2 separate regions of the Hordeum vulgare genome follow, and region 2 is linked to region 1. A link is a contact called in public Hi-C data. All regions are on one chromosome and are shown on one strand. The core of a region is the stretch at or near the end of the contact, and the rest is flanking DNA. Distances in the headings are between cores, read along the strand shown. Region 1 holds the start of LOC123406944 (cell division cycle protein 27 homolog B). Region 2 holds the start of LOC123410615 (MORC family CW-type zinc finger protein 3-like).

Region 1 (5,199 bases), core at 784-3,283:
GTTCTAAGTTATAGGCTTAATTCTTAGGGCATAAATCGTTGAAACCAAAATAGACCCCTTCTTTCTAGTTCCAGTTCTGGATACTACGAGACAGCAGGTAAAAAATGCTCTTTCTTAGAAACAATAAAGTTTCATGGTAGAAACAATAAGTTTCATGGTACCCCTAGTTCAGAACGAAACTCGAGATTTGGGCAAACTTATGACAAATCTACGATCGCAGAATGGGATACTTCAGAAGCACGGAAACATATCATGTACACAACCATGCTGTATACCTCAATGTTTGGTTCATTGACCGGACACAGGGTTTCTTCAGCTTCCCGCAGTAGGTTCATTCGAAAGCATGATATAGCAAACAAGTATCGAGACTCCGGCAGCTTCTTACCTACATAGCATATAGAAAGCATTGACCAAAAAGCGCTTGAAAAAATTTGGCAACTAAAACAGAAAAATGGTATTACCTTTCAAAATGTGGTATGCAGCATAGGGCTGGTTGTTGTGAAGGTAGCAAGTCGCTAGCAACTGCACATTGGTCTGTACACAGGAGAAAGGGCAAGCACATTTAGTACAATATACCTGCAAACTGATTTAGATAATGGTTTTGGTATATATCTCTTGAGAAAAAGGTGCTATCTCTCAAATTTTGACATTGTTGGATATGCTTTTATCTGATCATCCCCCCCCCCCCTCTCACCTTCGCTACTAAAGTGGAGATGAGAGCGTGCAGCCCACTAATCTGCTCTGCGAAATTAAACTGCAGCCCACTCTGCTCCACAGTCCACAATTTCAACTCCACAGAGTCAGAGTTAGAGCGTTCTCGCCGCTCCCCACACTCCGGGAAGGGGGTTGCGGAGTGGAGAGGATCCAACAGGCTCTAAGAGTCCATTGTATCATCTCTCTCTCTCTCTCTCTCTCTCTCTCTCTCTCTCTCACACACACACACACACACTCTCCCTCTCTCTCCTCCACGCTAGCAAATATCCTAGATCACGCGATAGAGAGTCAGCTAATGTCAGGCAATTGTGTATGCCTCAGCTAGCTTCAGATCAGTCACTGCTAAAAATTTAATGCGATACACAATAAATACCAGAAACTCTAATATTTGATTTACACAAACTTGATTACTGGAGTTTGTGCAAACTACAGCAAGAAAGGTAAATGGGTGATTAAGCCCACATGCCGCAGCTACTAAAAGGACGGGAAAAGATGGATCAGATATAGTAGTAGCTTTTTTTGCGAGGACATATAGTAGTAGCTAATCTAAGCTACTAGATAGCTTACAAATTCTACAGTTGCTGCCTAGAGATTTACACAAGGGAAATTCACCATAGAGTAACACATTACCGTATCCATTCACCCCTAAAATCGCCTAAGCAAACCGTGAAACAGTCTCCCTTCCAGGATGCAGAACGAATTCAAACGAATTCATATGCGCTGCTCCAGTTACAAACGAATTCAAACAATTTCCCAGACAGCTAGATTAAGTCGTCCATGCTGAGACTCGATAAACCCTAGCCCGAATCCCACCGCCCAAGCTCACGGCGCCCTCGGGAGCACCAAAATAAACGCTAAATCGAACCGCGCAGGCGAAGCCCGCGGTGAGGCCGCAGCCCCACGCCAGCATAACGCCCGATCTAACGCCTACCTGCCCGGAGGGGTGGGTGGGAGGGGGGGGGGGCGTACCTCGGCGGGGAACTGGGCGCAGAGGCGCTCGCAGAGGAAGACGGCGTTGCGGTTCATGAAGAGGCGGAGGCTGCTGTGGACGCGGTCCACCATTAGGGTTTCCATCGCCCGCCCGGCGAGGAGGAGTCGGCGGCGGCGCCGCGCGAGCAGGGGCGGAGGAGGGGAGGGGAGGGAGAAGCGGGGGGTGGCTGGTTTGAATCGCGACGGGTGGATTTGGATTCGAGACCTTTCTGTGCGATTTTGGACTGGTGGGGGATTGGAACGAATCCGGAAGCAGCGCGGCGTGGGTGTGAGGGAGCGTGGAGCCCTCCGCCCCTCCCCGGTGCGGTTTGAATTGTCTGGCTGGCTCTGATCTGATGTGCGGTGATGTGCTGTGCACAGCGGCGGCGTAGGGGGTGGGTATGTACGGGCCTAGGGTGGATTTATGTGCCACGGTCCGTGAGTCTGTGACGTGTGGGACCGGCCTGGTCTTCTCTGTTTGAACTGTGCGGGTGTGGCGTGGGGCAGGTTTGTGCGGAATGTGAACGTTTTTTTTTTTCGGTCCGCGGAATGTGAACGTTGGATCAAACTTTTGGAGTCGCGTTTGGCTGGACAGGACAGCCACGGACACAAGAATAAGGCTCGTCATAGTGAAGATGATCACATAGTATATCATTTGATATAGTATTATAAACTAGTATCATAGATGATCTATTTATTAACATGCATGACACATACTTCCTCCGTTTCTAAATATAAGTCTTTCTACAAATTTCACTAGTGAACTACATACGGATGTATATAGACATACTTTAGAGTATATATTCAATCATTTTGCTGGCAAAATTGACAAAAATGATCCCTGGGGCGAAAGAACTCACGGATTGACCCCGCGGGGGAAATAATTCACCGGCCTGACCCTTTTGTGTGGCGCCCGACACCTAGGCGCCACACTGTACTGTGTGACGCCTAGGTGTTCGGCGCCACACCCCCGACCACGTGGCAGGGAGGGGGCCACCCCCTAGGCAGTGTGACGCCTAAGCCTCAGGCGTCACACATTGTAATGTGTGGCGCCTAACGCTTAGGCGCCACACATGGACTTATACAACCACGGCCCAGCCCCCCTCCCCACCCCCTCCCCCAGTCTATTTCACATGTGTGGCGCCTAAGCCTAAGGCGCCACACCTCACATGTGTGGGCCTAAGGCTTAAGCGTCACACGTGTGAAAACCTGCTGGAATCTGAATTTAGACATCAAAACAGCATTTTTGACAGCAATAAAGCAATTTAGACAACAATAAAGCAATTTTGACAGCAATCATATATGTGAAAGCAAGGAATCATCAAGTGCAACAATTATTGGCATCATCATCATAGCCAACAACTAAATGGTTCATAACAAGTGCAACAACAACTAAATGGTTCACAACTCGAAATAGTTCACAATAAAAGTAAATAGTTCAGCTCGACAAGTGCAACACCAACTCCAAATCACTTGGGGCCTCGTCCCCTCTTGGATACTAGTTTCTTCCTTCTCGCAACCACAAATTGCTCCGGGTCATCCGACTCATCGTCATCGTCATCCTCAACCTCATCGTCCATGCTTCTCATCCTTGACAAACGAGAGCCCCCGGCCACCGGATTCTTTCCTTTCGCATAATCATCCGGTGAGTAGCGCTTAAATTCCTTCCTGGGCTTCAACATGTAAGCGGAGCGTTGGAAAGCCTTCAACGTCATGTCGTCCGCAGCCTAATACATATGAAGGTTGAAAGTTCAAATTTGAAGGTTCAAAGCTGAAGGTTGAAAGTGCAAATTGTATGGCTATGTCATACCTGAGGAGTGTCAACATCATCCTCCTGAGTATTTCTTTGGGTATTAGCCGCCGAGGTAATGTCACCATCATCCATACGAGCGCCCGAAGAAGCTGAATCGTCAAGAGTATTTCTTTCGGATGAACCGGATGTCGAAGGTGAAACATATTCAGGGTCACGGCAACCTAAAATGTTGGATAGGCGCCGTAACTTCTTGCCCTGTTCCTGTTAGATTCAAATATAAATGACATATATTAGGTAACCTATAATGTTGCATTCATGGGCAAAATAATAATAATGACACAACACCTTTATGAATAGACGAAGTGCAGATTCTCCCTTTTGTCCTCCAGGTGTGTTATCTAGAATATCTTCGGACTCATCAGCTTTTTCTTGACCTCTTTGCGCTATGATCACAAGACAATGACAACAAATAAGTGCAAGTGAATAGGTCCACTAGAATTCATAATTTTCATAGGGGAGCACACTTACCACAAAGTTCAGGACAGGGGCGAAGGAAGTTTGGTACCCTTCGCGAATCAACTTGATGTAACCGCCTTGGGCAAGTGCATCGTACTCAGTGGGTTCTTCCAATATGTCCTCCTCGTAAGTCGGCGGACAAATCTCGACACGAGTACTCTCCTGAAACCATCTTAGGTAGTTGCTGAACGCAAGAGGACAATGCTGGCGGTACTGGGTTCGTTGTATGCTCGAAGTTGTCTGCACACTTTGCTCGAACATAACGACATAGCTCTTATGATGCTTCTGCCAATCCTTGATTTTTCGCTGCCTCCTCCTATCCAACCTGCTTTGAACAAAACACATCAGTAGCTCGCTCAACACTAAGAACAAAACTAATCACTACTTATTTTTTGTTACCTGTGAAGCTGTGTGTCCGTGTCCACCCACTCCGGCGGGTGTGGCTGAAAGTACCCAAATTGACGCATCACACGATGCGGGAGATGAAACTCAACCGCCCAATTGCATATTAGGGGACAACGCATTAGCCAAAGATGTCTTTCCTGCACGCATAGTGGATTCAGCTCGAACGTGTGTGCATCACCAAAGTTTGGCCCGACACCATATGGCTCCCATTCAACCTCCAACACAAGATGAATACCACAATTAATTTCACTCACAACATAGAAGCTGGAAGTCAACTCTGAAACCATCTTACCTGCTCGGGGGTAAGCGAATCCATCTCGTTGGTGTATTGCTTGTACAATAGGTTCACTTCGCTTGCCACCTCCGATACCAAGTCCCACTTGTAATCCCATGTAGGTTGCCGTACAGGTTTGTCGTGGTCATCTCAGGTATTCCACTGTGAGCTTTTAGGGCGTCCAACAGGTAGGCGTTCCCAGCTCCATACTAAAAGTAGGAGCATACAACCACCAACTCCACCGTCCTTTGTCGTCCTGCGACAAGCATCGTCCAACTACAAGTAACAACAAACATGCATCAGTTTAGCAGAAAAAGATAACAGAGAGTACTTAATACTAACAATTTATTACCTGTCGATACAAGTAAGCCAGTGCGGCCGAGCCCCAGCTGAACTTGTTGTCGAAAACAGTCAATGCCTTCAGCCACATCCATGGAGCATTCTTGCCTGTGCCGTCCGCAAAGATAGTCCTAGAGATGACGTACCACATGTAGACGCGAGCATACCTCTGGATCACCTCGTCATCTGCGTCCTCAGGACAATGAGCAAAGTTGGCGGCAATCCAAGT
Region 2 (5,199 bases), core at 1,031-3,530, 300 kb before region 1:
TTAGACTAAAAATCATCTCTCTATCTGAAATTCTGAATCTGTACAAATTAATACCTGCTAACTTCTATTTTCAGGTTTTGCTCGCTTTTTACAGCTACCTTCGGAAAATCATAAGTTAGTAATGAATAAATTAGGCAACTAGCATGTGTTAACATGAGCTATTATCCAAGTTTATTATCCATGGGTAAGCTACTAAAAGTATACAACCACAACAGTCAGTATGCACTTAGTATTATAGGTGGTAGACTATCAAAAAATAAAAGTACAGGTGTGACTTTGAAGTATATCAAGTTCAAATAGTACAACATCATGTGGGGTTGGTCAATTTTTCTCAACTTCTCTAAGTAAGATCGAATCTACAAAAGGATCCATCGTTCATTATAACCTCAACAGTCGTACCTCGGTTTTTGTGTGGTGGCTCATTCAAATCAATCCCTTCCACACATTCCTTCGCCTCCTAGAAACAGCAACACACATTAGATTAAAAGTTCATATCTAATTGTTTTCAAAGCGGTATGTTAATGCACATACGCCCAGACTACAGTCAAGCCTATGCTGCCCATGAAGTTAAACACAACAATACAAGTAAACCACAAAGTGAGAACTTAGGGCTAGCTCAGTGGCTGGTGTTCAGGTCGTTGAACCCGGCCACCCGCGTTCAAATCCCCACGGAGACTCTGCTGGGGTGCAGTCCGCATTAATCTGCGGGGATGTCTCATTCCTACCTAAGAGCAGACAGTTAAGAGCATGAACAGAGCATACATACTCATAAAAATTCTGAAGTAATAATAATGGGTCATTGTTAAGCATACAAATAGATGAAAGAAAGTGATCCCATATCCACAAATTGCACCACAAAAAAGTCCTAGTAAGAAACGATCAAACGAAGCACGTGGACAGCCACTCCTAAGCATTATTAGTTGCCCAGATGCAGCATAGTTACTCTTTTTAGATTTTCACATAATGGAACCTTTTCATGTGCAACCAGTTCAACTCTGGGCCCGTGGCTCGAGGATGCGCACAGCCAAACTACTCTTTCTAGATAAGGCAGCAGGGGAACTAGATGATTATCCTTCTAATAACATGGGAAAGCAACGCTGCCAAGTAACACAATGATTCCTATATTGTATTCCGCAAGGAACACGGATGATACAAGCGAACCATCTTGTCTAAGACCTGGCAGACGAAAGCCCCAAAGGCCAAAATACCATACACACACTAATGCCAAATACATAACTGAGCCCAAGCTTCAACATAATAGCACCATATACCTCCAAATGATTGGAACTAAGATGCAACAAAATAACCAAATACAGCACCAAGGCCATGAATAAAGCCCCTATCATGCAACTAAAGATAATTATCCAATTCCACGCATAACAAGATCAGGATGAAAATACTCAAGATTCACAACCAAAAGCAGGTTCATGCTTCGATTCAAACCCCGAAGCACACAAGGCAAAGACCATCGCTTAATAATTAACATAATTAAAACCATTCCCTGTCTCAAGTAGGCATTTCCACACAAAGTGAAGAAAGCAAGTGAGCAGAGCACACAAATTGGGAGCACGCAAGTTTGTGGTGCCCGTGATTATCATCCCTCCCGTGCGGGCCCTGGAGAAGCGAAGACCAATTTGCCGGAAAAGGTATTTTTCAAAGAACCAGAAAAGAGCTCGGGGACGAGAGGGAATTTAATGCACAGGAGCCCCCATTCCTTTTTGTCTTGTTTTGGCCGAGACAAAAAGGCAAGGAAAAAAATCATGCCGCGGGGACGCATGAAACACTACGCGAGCAAGGAACCCGGAATCTCTTTGCAGAGCACGCGAGTCGCGCATCGGCCGTCGAGCACCGCACAAACGGCGCGGAGCACCCGCTTCGTCTCAAAAACCCAAACGCCCAAACCCCAACCGCCCACGAACTACCCAACCAACCCCTAGGACCAGGAGAGTAGCGCCGCACGCACGCACCGTCGCGCAACGATAACCCCGCGGCGGACCGCGGTCGGCGCTGACGCCCCGCGGAATCCGCGGCGGGGATCGCGGCGCGGGTCGAGGGAGGGGGGGGAGCGGAGCGGAGCGAGGGCTCTTAGTTACCGAGGCATTACCATTGGCGACGCGGCGGGAGCGGGTTCCGGCGGCGGCGGCGGCGGCGGCGTTGAGGAGGTCGCGGGCCGGGCTCGGGGCGAGGAGGACGGGGGTGGTGGGTGCGGCCTGTTTAGTGCTGGTAAACACGGGGAGGGAGCAGAGGAAGACGGAACGGTTGCCTCGCTAAAACCCCCGGTGTGTTGATTGCGCCGCTCTACTGTGATGCCGATGATGATGACGGCTGCTGGAATGACCGATATGCCCCCCCTGGTGTTGGGCGTCTCCGTTTCGGCCGATGTGGGGGCCGGGGCGTCCGTGCGTGCGTGCTTTCATTCGCCTCGGCGGAGAAGGATCGTATCTTTCCTTTCGTCGCGTCTCTTGTTGTCGCGATCGGTTCAGGTGTGGGCGTGCTCGAGTGCTTCGCTCTGTGTATCGCCTCACGGGTAAAATTGACAAAATTGATCCATGAACAAAATAAATTCATAAACTGCGTTCAAAATAAATTCACTCAGGTGATTTTTTTTGTGTGACGTCCGCAGTCACGCGCCACATTACACCGTGTGACGACTCACGTAAAGGCATCACACCTTCGGTCATGGTGACGCCCCATGGCGGACCGATCACATCCAGTAATGCGACGCCTAAGTGAAAGGCGTCGTACATGTAATGTGTGACGTCGAGCCCTTAGGCGCCACACTGACACTTATGAGACCCGCGGGCCGGCCTCCCCCACCCCTCTTCCCATTCACCTCCATCAACCAGAACAGAAAGACAGGCCCCCCTCGAATTCCCCTCTCCCCCTTCCTCAAACCCCTCCTCAAATCTTGCAGATCTGAAGGTTTGGTCCATGGATTTGAAACACAATCCCTCCCTTAGCCCTTGTTCGGTTGACAGGAAGTGAAAGGGATTTGGCAGGGATTGAGGGGATTAAATCCTTAACAAGTCAAAATTCCCTCCAATCCTCTCCAGTCCCCTTGGGAGGAGGAATAACCGAACAAGGCCTTAAGGTAATCTCCCCTCGATCCCCTCCCACTCATAAAAAAAATCTCTCATTTGCTCACTTTTTTACAAATTTGAGTAAACCCTAGTTCTTCATGAATTTTAGGATGTGTATGCTTTTGTTGCACTTGTTTGTATGTTAGGATTAGGGTTCTTTGTATGTACGATTGAGGGTTGTATTGGGGTTAGGGTATGATGGGGTTAGGATTAGGGTTGTTTGGATGTTAGGATTGGGGTTCTTATGATTATGCAGATTTTGTAGTATTTGGATGGTTGCTTATACAATATATTGTATGTCGTGTTGTTTATATTTTTTAGGGATGGAAAGAACATGTGTTATGTTCATCACGTGGACAAGGATGCCTTTTTGAAAGGCAATATTGATCCGGACCCGGATGAGCTTGACATGGTGTTTGAGTGTTGTCCTAGCTATGTTGAGTTGTTGGAACAAGTCCGAAAAGATTTGAATTGGATGGACTCAAGTGATGTTGTTGAGTTTGTTGGTAGGCATAATATGGGATTTGAAATGCACATTCGTTGGAAGAACATGTGTGTGAACTCCAAGCAATGTTGGCTTGCATACAAGGAGACGATGGCCGAATCACTAGACAAGGCTCTAGAGTTATTTGTCATAAAAAAGTTCATGCTAACTTGCACTTGGATTTGAACCGGGTTGCCTCTCCGGTTGTTGATGGTAGTCCTCCACGCATCAACGAATAGGTCAACATTGAACCTCTTTTGACCCAACAAGTGAGGCCAACATTGACCCATAATTCGAAGATACAACATGAACCATTGGAAGAGGAGAATAACGAGCATGATGATGATGAGAATGATAATATTGTTCTCCATGACAACGGCCTTGGTGATTTGGACAAATATTATTTGCAAGCGACCATGTACCATTCCATTTTGTACTCACGTGGCTATGCATTGGAGTCGGACGATGACAGCCCCAATGAAGAAGTTGATGAGGAAGGGTTCACGGCAAAGGAGGTTGAAGCTTTCACGAAGGTATTAGGGCGGGATCACCGGACACCATTGTTCGAGGATCTTACTATCTTAGTCTTGCGGATGAAGCCGTGGTTGACGGCGGCAAAGGCATATTGCTTGGAGTTAGGCCAACTTCTCACCGGGACAAACATGGGAAGAAAATTATTTTGCCCGGGTCAGAGTTCGAAACATTCTTGGAAATAAAGATGTGGTTGGATGACTATTCGGTTATGCATTATCGTCCACACAAAGTTGTTCATTCGAACATGAAGGTGCGTTACACGGTTGCATGTGAGGATCCGGGATGTCCATGGATTGTGCGTGCAAGACCATGGAAAGAAGGGCCCGGATGGAACATTGTGAGTTGTCTTCCTCGCCTGTGTCGAAGCAAGAGGGTTGATGGCGAGCTTTTCTCCCAAAACCATAGACAACTCACCTCCGAGTTCATCGCTTACAGACTTTCCAACTCCATCTCCTCTCTTCCAACAATTAGCATAAAAAGCATGCAAGACCTTGTGAAAGCCCTCTTTCACTACAAGGTGAAATATAGGAAGGCATGGAAAGCGAAGCAATCCGCATTCAAGATGTTGTATGGTGATTGGGAGCAAGCATACAACCGACTACCTAGGTTGTTGGGAGCTATTGCCGCCACTAACCCGGGCATGCTTCATGTGGTCGAGCCGTATGGGGAGAAAACAATGACTCACAATGGAAGGACGGTTCGCGTCTTTGGCCATGCATTTTAGGCATTTGAGCAATGTGTGTGGGCTTTTCTGCACCGTCGGCCAATCATCTCCATCGATGGCACGTTCTTGACCGGACAATTCAAGGGAACTCTGTTGGTTGCAATAGGAAATGATGCCAATAACTGATTGTTGCCTTTGGCTTTTGCTCTGGTTGAGGCGGAGAACAATGTTAACTGGGAATGGTTCTTGCTTCTTTTGAGAACCAAGGTATTACCGCCTGAAAGAGAAATTTGTGTCTTATTAGATCGCCATCCAGGAATACTTAACGCGGTTGACATTGTCATTCCCAGGCATGCTCCTTTGCACCATCGATGGCACATGAGGCATTTCGGTTCAAACTTCTACCGGACATGTGGTAGCAAGGAGTTGACGGATGA

Evidence for each region. A called contact is a pair of places that touch in the nucleus more often than the background predicts.
Region 2: a contact with region 1 is called in a Hi-C map of leaf, with 7 times the contacts expected there. The contact joins the promoter of LOC123410615 here to the promoter of LOC123406944 in region 1. A contact is called at or near these places in 2 of 6 Hi-C or Micro-C datasets (both in leaf) and 1 of 1 datasets of contacts at active chromatin or transcription factors (embryo).

The regions. Positions count from the first base shown.
Region 1 is chr7H:548,431,727-548,436,925 of MorexV3_pseudomolecules_assembly, reverse strand. It overlaps LOC123406944 (cell division cycle protein 27 homolog B), which reads right to left and starts at 2,033. Exons shown (of 16, transcript XM_045099962.1): 1 at 1,684-2,033; 2 at 462-534; 3 at 276-385. The coding sequence starts at 1,788.
Region 2 is chr7H:548,729,897-548,735,095 of MorexV3_pseudomolecules_assembly, reverse strand. It overlaps LOC123410615 (MORC family CW-type zinc finger protein 3-like), which reads right to left and starts at 2,280. Exons shown (of 18, transcript XM_045103558.1): 1 at 2,105-2,280; 2 at 400-457. The coding sequence starts at 2,107.